Regions from separate parts of the Mus musculus genome. Here region 1 is linked to region 2. A link is a contact called in public HiChIP or PLAC-seq data. All regions are on one chromosome and are shown on one strand. The core of a region is the stretch at or near the end of the contact, and the rest is flanking DNA. Distances in the headings are between cores, read along the strand shown.

Region 1 (3,897 bases), core at 936-3,435, 76 kb before region 2:
CTGCTCTTCCTCATCCCTTAACTCTCAGAATCTCCCCAAATCCCAGTCCTGTCTCCAGTCTACCCTGGATTACATTCCTACAGAGCTCTACCCATCTCTCTGCCTAGGACATCCCAGACTCACTCGAACCAGACAGCCATTAAAAGCTCCCACGCCTGGGACAAAGGTGAAGCCGAGATCACAACCTGAACAGAAACATAAGTTTGAACTAAAGTGTCTTCCATATGTCAGGGAAGGGACATTAAATGTAATTAACAACCCAGTGTCAAGTCTTTAAGTCCCTCTACTAAGGAGGCTGAGTTAAAGGGATCTCAAGTTAAAAGATAACCCGGGCAACTTAGTTAAACCCTGTTCCAAAATAAAAAAGTAAAGAGAGGGATGTAGGTGTGGCTCAGTGGGAGAGCCCCTGCCTAGAATCCCCCAGTGAGGGATTGGGGGCGTGGCTCAGTGGTAGAGCCCCTGCCTAGAATCCCCCAGTGAGGGATTGGGGGCGTGGCTCAGTGGTAGAGTCCCTGCCTAGAATCCCCCAGTGAGGGGCTGGGGGCGTGGCTCAATGGTAGAGCCGCTGCCTCTTACCACATCATCCAATACACTGTGGTTCTACCCTGGCACAAGGTCCTAGAATGACCCTGACGTTATAGGCATTAATGTCGAGAAGTAATCAAGAAGTGTTTAAATATTTAGACAGCAGCCAGCAGTGCTCGCTCCTGCTCCCTGGATGTCTTTGTTCATCCCAACCCAAATTACAATCAAAGGCTGCGTCCCCAGTATGGTCTGACTCAGATCTGATCACTCTGCTGTCTCCTATTCTACCCACCCGTGGATGCTGGGTCTCAAACACACACAGATGTCACACAGGGTTGTAACTTTGAAAGGGCTGTATTACAGGGAAGCTATGAGAGCAGGTCGTGGGGTCATCTTGCCTCCTGGCTCTTGGAGCTACAGCAATTCCCAAGGCCAGGCTGGGTAGACAGAGCCTCAAGGCATCAATAGCACCTGTAACAGAAACATGAATTCCCAACAGGGGGTGTCCGGACAGAGATTGTCCCGTGTGGGAAGGTCTGAGGAGGGGTTCAAGGCTCCAGGTTGAGGAGCTTGGGGTCAGGCATTTTTTTTTTGAGGGATTCCGCTGAGCTGACTTGGGGTGTTGTTACAGTGAAACAGAGGATACCCGAGGTCTGTGGGTCTTGGGACGATTGCTGGACCTGGGGACCACTAGGAATGAGCCTGGGAGGTCTACAAATGGTTTCAGGATTTGGGGCTAATCTAAACAAAGTGGGTGGGGGTGGAGGGTTAGACCAGACTGACTCTTCAAGATTTGGGCCTGGGGTCTCGAGGCCTGAGAGGTTTTTAAGTCTCAGAGTTGGATCTAGGGGCTTTCGAATGTAATGAGGCAGGGCTGGCTTAGGGGTCTAAGGACCCCAGAGGAGCCAGTGACCCCCTCATTCTTAGGCCAGGAAACCTCATGCAAGTGCAGAATTAGGGCGGCGCTGAGTGGAAGGGTTTCTAGAATGGAGGCACAAGTTGGTTGGCATTGTTGACTTCCTGGTATGGGGAGCCTAGAGTTTGTCTAAGAGCCTAGGGGTGGTGGTGAGGGCCATAAGATAGAAGATGACAGGATTAGTCTAGGGGGTGCACTCAGAGATGGGACCTCCAGGAACAGTTTCTAAGGAGAAATCTACTTTTCTTAGTATGAATCTGGGGGTCTCTGGATTCTGTGGGAGCGAGCCTTGGGTTTGGGTGGTGGGATTGGGTAGGTACTCACTTGCAGTAGAGGGCAGAGATGGAGTCGGACCAGTCTCCAAAGATGCCTTTGCGGTACTCTTCCAGGCGAGGGTAAGAACCCGCGGTGAACTTGCGGGTCTTGCCATGCTTACCGGGGAGAGACCACACAGTGATCTCACAGCGCTGGCCCACTACCAGAGACGATGCAGTGTTAGACCAGCCCGAGGGCAGATAGGGCAGGTCAGTACCTGGCTCCACAGACAACACGGGCCCCTGGCAGCAGTTGTCATAGTATGGATCACTCTTCTCATAGAGTCTGGCGCACGTACGCGTCCCATCTGACTTCTTCAGGTCTGCGGGCACCGGGCAATTGCCATGGGCACCAGGGACAGCCACCAGGGCTAAAGCCAGCAGCAGTGGGCACAGCAGGGACATGGTGACAATGAACCATGAGAGGTCTGAGGTGCACTTATGACCCATGGGAAGAGAGAATATATGAGATAAAGACAAGGGAGGAATGAGGACACACCCCCTGTCCTTGGCGCTCACTGGAATGAGGACACGCCCCCTGTCCTTGGCACCAGAGACCTACCTGAGCAGTGTGGAAAACATCACACCACTGAATAGTAAATACAAGATGGGGATAAAACCCTAACGCCTTGGACTGGTTAAAGACAGTCTAGGGGTTGGAGATAAGGCTCAGAGTGTTTGCCTAGCACTCGTAAAACCTGGGATTTGATCCCTTGCCATTGTTTACAGAGTAGCTGTGGTGGGGGAAAGCAATGAGGAAGTAGAGGCAGGGGGATCAGGAGCTCAAGGTTATCTTTGGCTACAAAGCAAATAGGAGTCAAAGCCCTGGGGATGTATTTGGGATCCTGGGTGAATGGGGGATAGATAGATAGATAGATAGATAGATGATAGATAGATAGATAGATAGATAGATAGATAGATAGATAGATAGATAGATAGAAAGGAGATGATTCCGAGTTCATATCCTTGAAGAGGGCCATGATCCAGGAGACTCATCACTTTGGGCGTCTATGGGCACCTTACAATCACATGCACGCACACCCACAGAGACATGCATGTTCACACATAATTAAAAAATAAATTAAAGGTTTTAAATGGGAAAAGTCAGGACTGGAGAGATGGCTCAGCAGGGAAACCTGAGTTCTGAGCCCCAGCACCCATGGGAATGTGGCACTTATAACACCAGCACTGCAGGGGGCAGAGGCAGGAGGATGGCTGAGACTTGCTGACTGGCAGCCTAGCTCCAGGTTCAGTGAGAGACCTCGTCTCTTGACATTACTTTGTTGATGGATCAGAATAGATAGATCAGCCCTCCTGTGGCCTTTGTGTACACATGCACATTAATGCATATATCTCACACGTGTGTGCATATGCCACACACGGACACATGGACACATAAAAAGGGAAGAGAAAGATAAAAGGGAAAGGCTGAAAAAGTCGGCACAGACCTCAAATCCCAGCACTGAGGAACCTGAGGTAGGAGAAGAAGCTGTGGGCCAGCTTGGGCTACAGAGTGAGACTGTTTGTACAACTGAAAGGGCTGGGGATATTAACTTAACTAAATAAGTACTTGGTGAATTAAAAAGGGTTCCCAAAATCTAGATGTAGCTATGCTATACGGAGTGTTTACAAATGGACGAAGAGATGAGCTTCCTCTTCCCCACCCCTCCCTCCACCCAAAAGCACAGGCAGGGGAGAGGACAGGGGCGTGGCGTCCACCCTCTCCCTTACCTCAAGAGCTGGAGTTCTGTTTGTGTGTGGTTCTGGGTATAGAACCCACAGCCTCCAGCCACACCTGGAGGCTTTCTCCCCTCCTTCTCTCCTTCCTCCTCTTCCTCCTCCTCCTCCTTCTCCTCTTCCTCCTCCTTCTTTTTTTACCTTCTCCTCTTATTTTAGTTTTCTGAGGTAGGGTCTCAATATATAGCTGTGACCCGTCCAGCAGGTCCAGTTATTCGAGGGTCTCGAGGGGACCTTCTCCTAAGAACCAAATGGTGGGTAGAGAGAGACGAGGGTCTGGTGCGAATAACGACCCGGAAATGTTCTGAATTGCATCAAGACCCCACTGTATTGAGAAAGGCCCAAGGCTTAAATGCACAAGCAAAAGGGGAAGTGCCTTTCAGCAGGAAGGATGGGGCAATAGAA
Region 2 (3,924 bases), core at 56-2,555:
GCCCTTCGAGGCACCTTGGGACAGCTCCTCTAGAGGCAACCGGCTGTTCTATGAACGCTCTTCGTTGTACCACCAGAATTCCAGGAACCAATTCACTGAAGCATACCTTCCACATACTTATCTACAACTGACTAAACTGTAGCCAAGCATGGGCTTCGTTCTTTGCTATAGCCTCCTCTCAAATAAGGTACATAGCATAGCAAAGTCCTTCAGTTAAATACCCGGGAGCCACCTCTCTGCCCTTTGCTAGCTCTGTGACCACACACCTGTTTCTTAACTTCTCTGTGTACCATTTCCCTCTAACAGGAACAATGAGAATTCCTATATCCTTGAGACAGCACAGGGAATGAATGAGTTAACGCACCCAAACAAAGCCCAGGGTGTCTAAGGATGTCACTGTGAGCTAATGTCCCATCCAGGGTTTCCAGCAACTCTGTGGGCTCCCACTCCAAGGATATCTGCCCATCTGTCTCTTTTTCGATTACATTTAGTCTACAACAATATCATTGTTAACTGGCCTGACCTCATCTAAATTACTTTGATTAACGTGTATATACGTGTGTGCAAAGATGAGATCAGTGGACAACTTGCAGGAGTCTGTTCTCTCCTTCCACCATATGTGACCCAGGGATTGAACTCGAGTCTCGGGTCAACAGGCTTGGTAGAAAGTGCCTTTTAAGCCACTCAGCCATCTCACCCGCTGCACCCTCTACATCCCTCTAAGATCCACCCTAGGGACATTCCCTCCCAGACTTAGGTGTCTTTTGATGAGCGTATCTTGGCACAGTCTGTTTGGGCTACTTCCAGCCTCAGGGAATCCAGAGTGTGGAGTGTGCCCTGACTGGCATGCGCTGCAACCAACCGCGCAAGCTCTCCTCTCTTGCCAAGGCTCTTAGTGGCTCACCAGAGACAAGCACCGCCCCTTCCTCTGCTTGATACCATGCAGAACAAGTTCCACCTCCTCCAAAAAGCCATGCCCTGTCTCCGAGCGTGCTTACCTGTCAGAGCCCCACAGGCCTGCTGCCTGCTGGTCCTGAGACCCTCTCCAAGAAGGTCCCTGCCATCTGGACTTCAGGCATAGGTCCCACCCTCCCCAAAAGACCCCACCTTAAGTTCTTCATTTTCCATAAACCACCCACCTCAAGCTGCCCTGTCCCCCTTCTTGGCTGTAACTTTCCCTTTTCTTCTCCTTGAGGCTTGGATTTCCTTGGATCTTCTCCCCAAATAACCAGTTGCTAGGGGCTCCCCCCTTTTCAAGGACAGTCACTGGCTCCTTAAGAAAGCCTGGGCCCACGAGTCTCTCATTGGCTGTCAGACCAGAGCAAGCAGCTGAGCAGGCTTCTTGTTGGATGTCACCTCAGCCCATGGCTGCAGAGAGGAAGTTAACCCCTGCAGTGCCATCCTATCTATACAAGCATCTGCAAAGGAGGATGCAGGATAGAACTGGGGCCCTCGGGGAAGAAGTATCCTTGCCCAACTGAGGAGAAGCGACCACCAAGATCTGCTTACATACTGGGTCTGGAGCTTTCCCCCACCCTGCCACACTATGGCTATGGATCAGAGAGGAACAGTGAAGAGCGATGAAAAACCACACAATCCAAATGACAGAAACGCATCATCCATCTCCCCACCATCCCTGCCTGGCAAACACTAGGTATTCAATAAGTGTGCGTTCAAGCATATGAAAGACAGCTCTGCCGCTCTCGGTGAGAGCAAATGATCTCTCCCACAGAGCATCGAGTTCTGTGACTGAAAAGAAAGAGAAATGAGGGTGTGGCTTAGTGGTAGAGCACAAGCTTAGAATCCCCCAGTGAGGGGCCGGGGGCGTGGCTCAGTGGTAGAGCCCCTGCCTAGAATCCCCCAGTGAGAGGCTGGAGGCGTGGTTCAGTGGTAGAGGCCCTGCCTAGAATCCCCCAGTGAGGAGCTTGGTTTATTACAGGAGGATTGCCTAGCATATGTGAGGCCTTAAGTTCAATCAACAGTACCATAAAAATGAATGAATAAAAATAAAATAAAGGCTGGCCAGATAGCTCAGTGGGTAAGGGAGCCTGCTACCAATGTAACAACCAGAATCTGACCCCTAAGACATGGTGGAAGGAGAGAACAGATTCTCACAAGATGTCCTCTGATTGCCATATGTATGTTATGGCACACGTGCACACACGCACACACACGCATAATTTTAAGAATGTTAAATGACACACTTAAGTAATTTTTCTTCTTTCTTTCTTTCTTCCTTTCTTCCTTCCTTTCTTTCTTTCTTTCTTTCTTTCTTTCTTTCTTTCTTTCTTGTCTGTCTGTCTGTCTGTCTGTCTGTCTGTCTTTCTTTCTTTCTTTCTTTCTTTCTTTCTTTCTTTCTTTCTTTCTTCCTTTCTTTCTTTCTTTGCTTGAGACAGGGTTTCTCTGTGTAGCCCTGGCTGTCCTAGTACTTCCTCTGTAGACTAAGCTGTCCTCAAACTCAGAGATCCGCCTGCCTCTGCTTCCCGAGTACTGGGATTAAAGGCGTGCGCCACCACCACCCAAAAAATAATTTTAAAAAATTTTAATGAGGGGCTGGTGAGATGGCTCAGTGGGTAAGAGCACCCAACTGCTCTTCTGAAGGTCTGAAGTTCAAATCCCAGCAACCACATGGCGGCTCACAACCATCCGTAACGAGATCTGACTCCCTCTTCTGGAGTGTCTGAAGACAACTACAGTGTACTTACATATAATAAAAATAAATAAAATCTTTAAAAAAATTTTTTAATGAAATAAATAGAGGTGATGGTAACAGCTTTATAGCAAACAGCTGCATCTCTGTACATAATTTGTGAGAGTTTCTGTTGGGGCCTTGGTCTGCTGACTGTCTGTAAGAATGTGTCCGTCTGTCTATCTAGGGAGGGCTTCTGACACAATGTCCTCAGTCCTGACAGCCAAAGCAAAATGAGGAAGTGTGTACTTGGTGTAGTGATACAGTCCCTGTAGTCTCAGAAGATAATGAGTTCTGTGCCAGCCTGGAGTACATAGTGAGCTGAAGGCTAGCCTAGGCAAAAGCGTGCCTCAAAAACAAAAGCAGAGCCAAGGGAAGAGAGAGCCCCTGGCAAGCACAGTGGCTGACAAGGACACAGATGGAGGCCAAGAGCCAGGCTTATCTTGAAGGGCTAAGCACACTCAAGTTCCTGGGGCTACCACTGACAGGGAAATGGCTCCCAACCCTCTAGTAACCCAAAGAAAGTGAAGCCCAGGGCCAGGCACTCAGCAGACTCTACAGTGCAGAAGGAAGGCAAGAACAAGATGTTCCTCTTTAGCCAACAGCCATTTATCAAGTACCCACTATGTACCATCCCTGCTGTGCCAGGGTCTGTGACTGGGAGCCGTACTGATAAGCTATGAAGGTGGAGGGACCACAGGGATCAGGTACTGATTCCCAATGGGCCCCACCCCTACCCACTGGGCTGTGTATTCCCTCAGGGCAGGGACTGGTCTAATGGTCTCTTCAGGGCGCAGTTGCCAATGGTCACAATGGAAGCAGCCATTTTATTTTATTTTACTTTATTGGGTTTTTTGGGACAAGATCTCACTGTGTAGCCCAGGCTGACCTCAAAGGCACTGCATAAGCCAGGCTGACCTTGAACTGAAGATCCTCCTGCTCAGCCTCCCAAGGTGCTCGGACCACAAGCGTGTGGCACCAATGTCTAACTCAGAGCTGGTTTTTTTGTTTTTGTTTTTTTGTTTTTTTTTTAAATTCGGGAAGCACATATAATGAATACCTACTGTTTCCCAAGTAAGGATGGAAAGGGGTTAGGTAATTATTTCCTTATAAACTTTTATTTCAGGGCCAGGCGGTGATGGCACAGGTCATTTTTCCCAGGGCTCAGGCAGAAGCAAGCGGCACTCTGATTTCAAGGCCATCCTGGTCTACATAGTGAGTTCCAGGACAGCTAG

What was found. HiChIP or PLAC-seq counts read pairs in DNA pulled down with a chosen protein or histone mark.
Region 1: an H3K4me3 HiChIP or PLAC-seq map of embryonic stem cells shows a contact between it and region 2, with 27 read pairs. The contact joins the promoter of Sycn here to the enhancer-like site in region 2. A contact is called at or near these places in 20 of 39 promoter capture datasets (the 3T3-L1 cell line, 3T3-L1-derived adipocytes, the C10 cell line and 13 more), 69 of 484 Hi-C or Micro-C datasets (the 4T1 cell line, the 63-12 cell line, the AtT-20 cell line and 49 more), 22 of 115 datasets of contacts at active chromatin or transcription factors (the 230-238 cell line, CD8 T cells, bone marrow-derived dendritic cells and 16 more) and 5 of 9 other capture datasets (adipose tissue, embryonic stem cells, liver and 2 more).

Annotation. Positions count from the first base shown.
Region 1 is chr7:28,539,173-28,543,069 of GRCm38.p6, reverse strand. Sycn (syncollin) reads right to left here and starts at 2,185. Exons shown (of 2, transcript NM_026716.3): 1 at 1,766-2,185; 2 at 860-996. The coding sequence starts at 2,160. The coding sequence ends at 987.
Region 2 is chr7:28,461,997-28,465,920 of GRCm38.p6, reverse strand. The region is part of intron 4 of Lrfn1 (leucine rich repeat and fibronectin type III domain containing 1); the gene reads right to left. Among named protein-coding and RNA genes, the nearest start is that of Lrfn1, 12 kb to the right of the region's middle. Within about 2 kb of position 1,305, at least 92 of the 459 cell types and tissues checked have an H3K27ac peak or open chromatin away from gene starts, as enhancers often do. A contact at or near this core is called in the 230-238 cell line, the CH12 cell line, the HPC-7 cell line and 8 more, where this site is marked.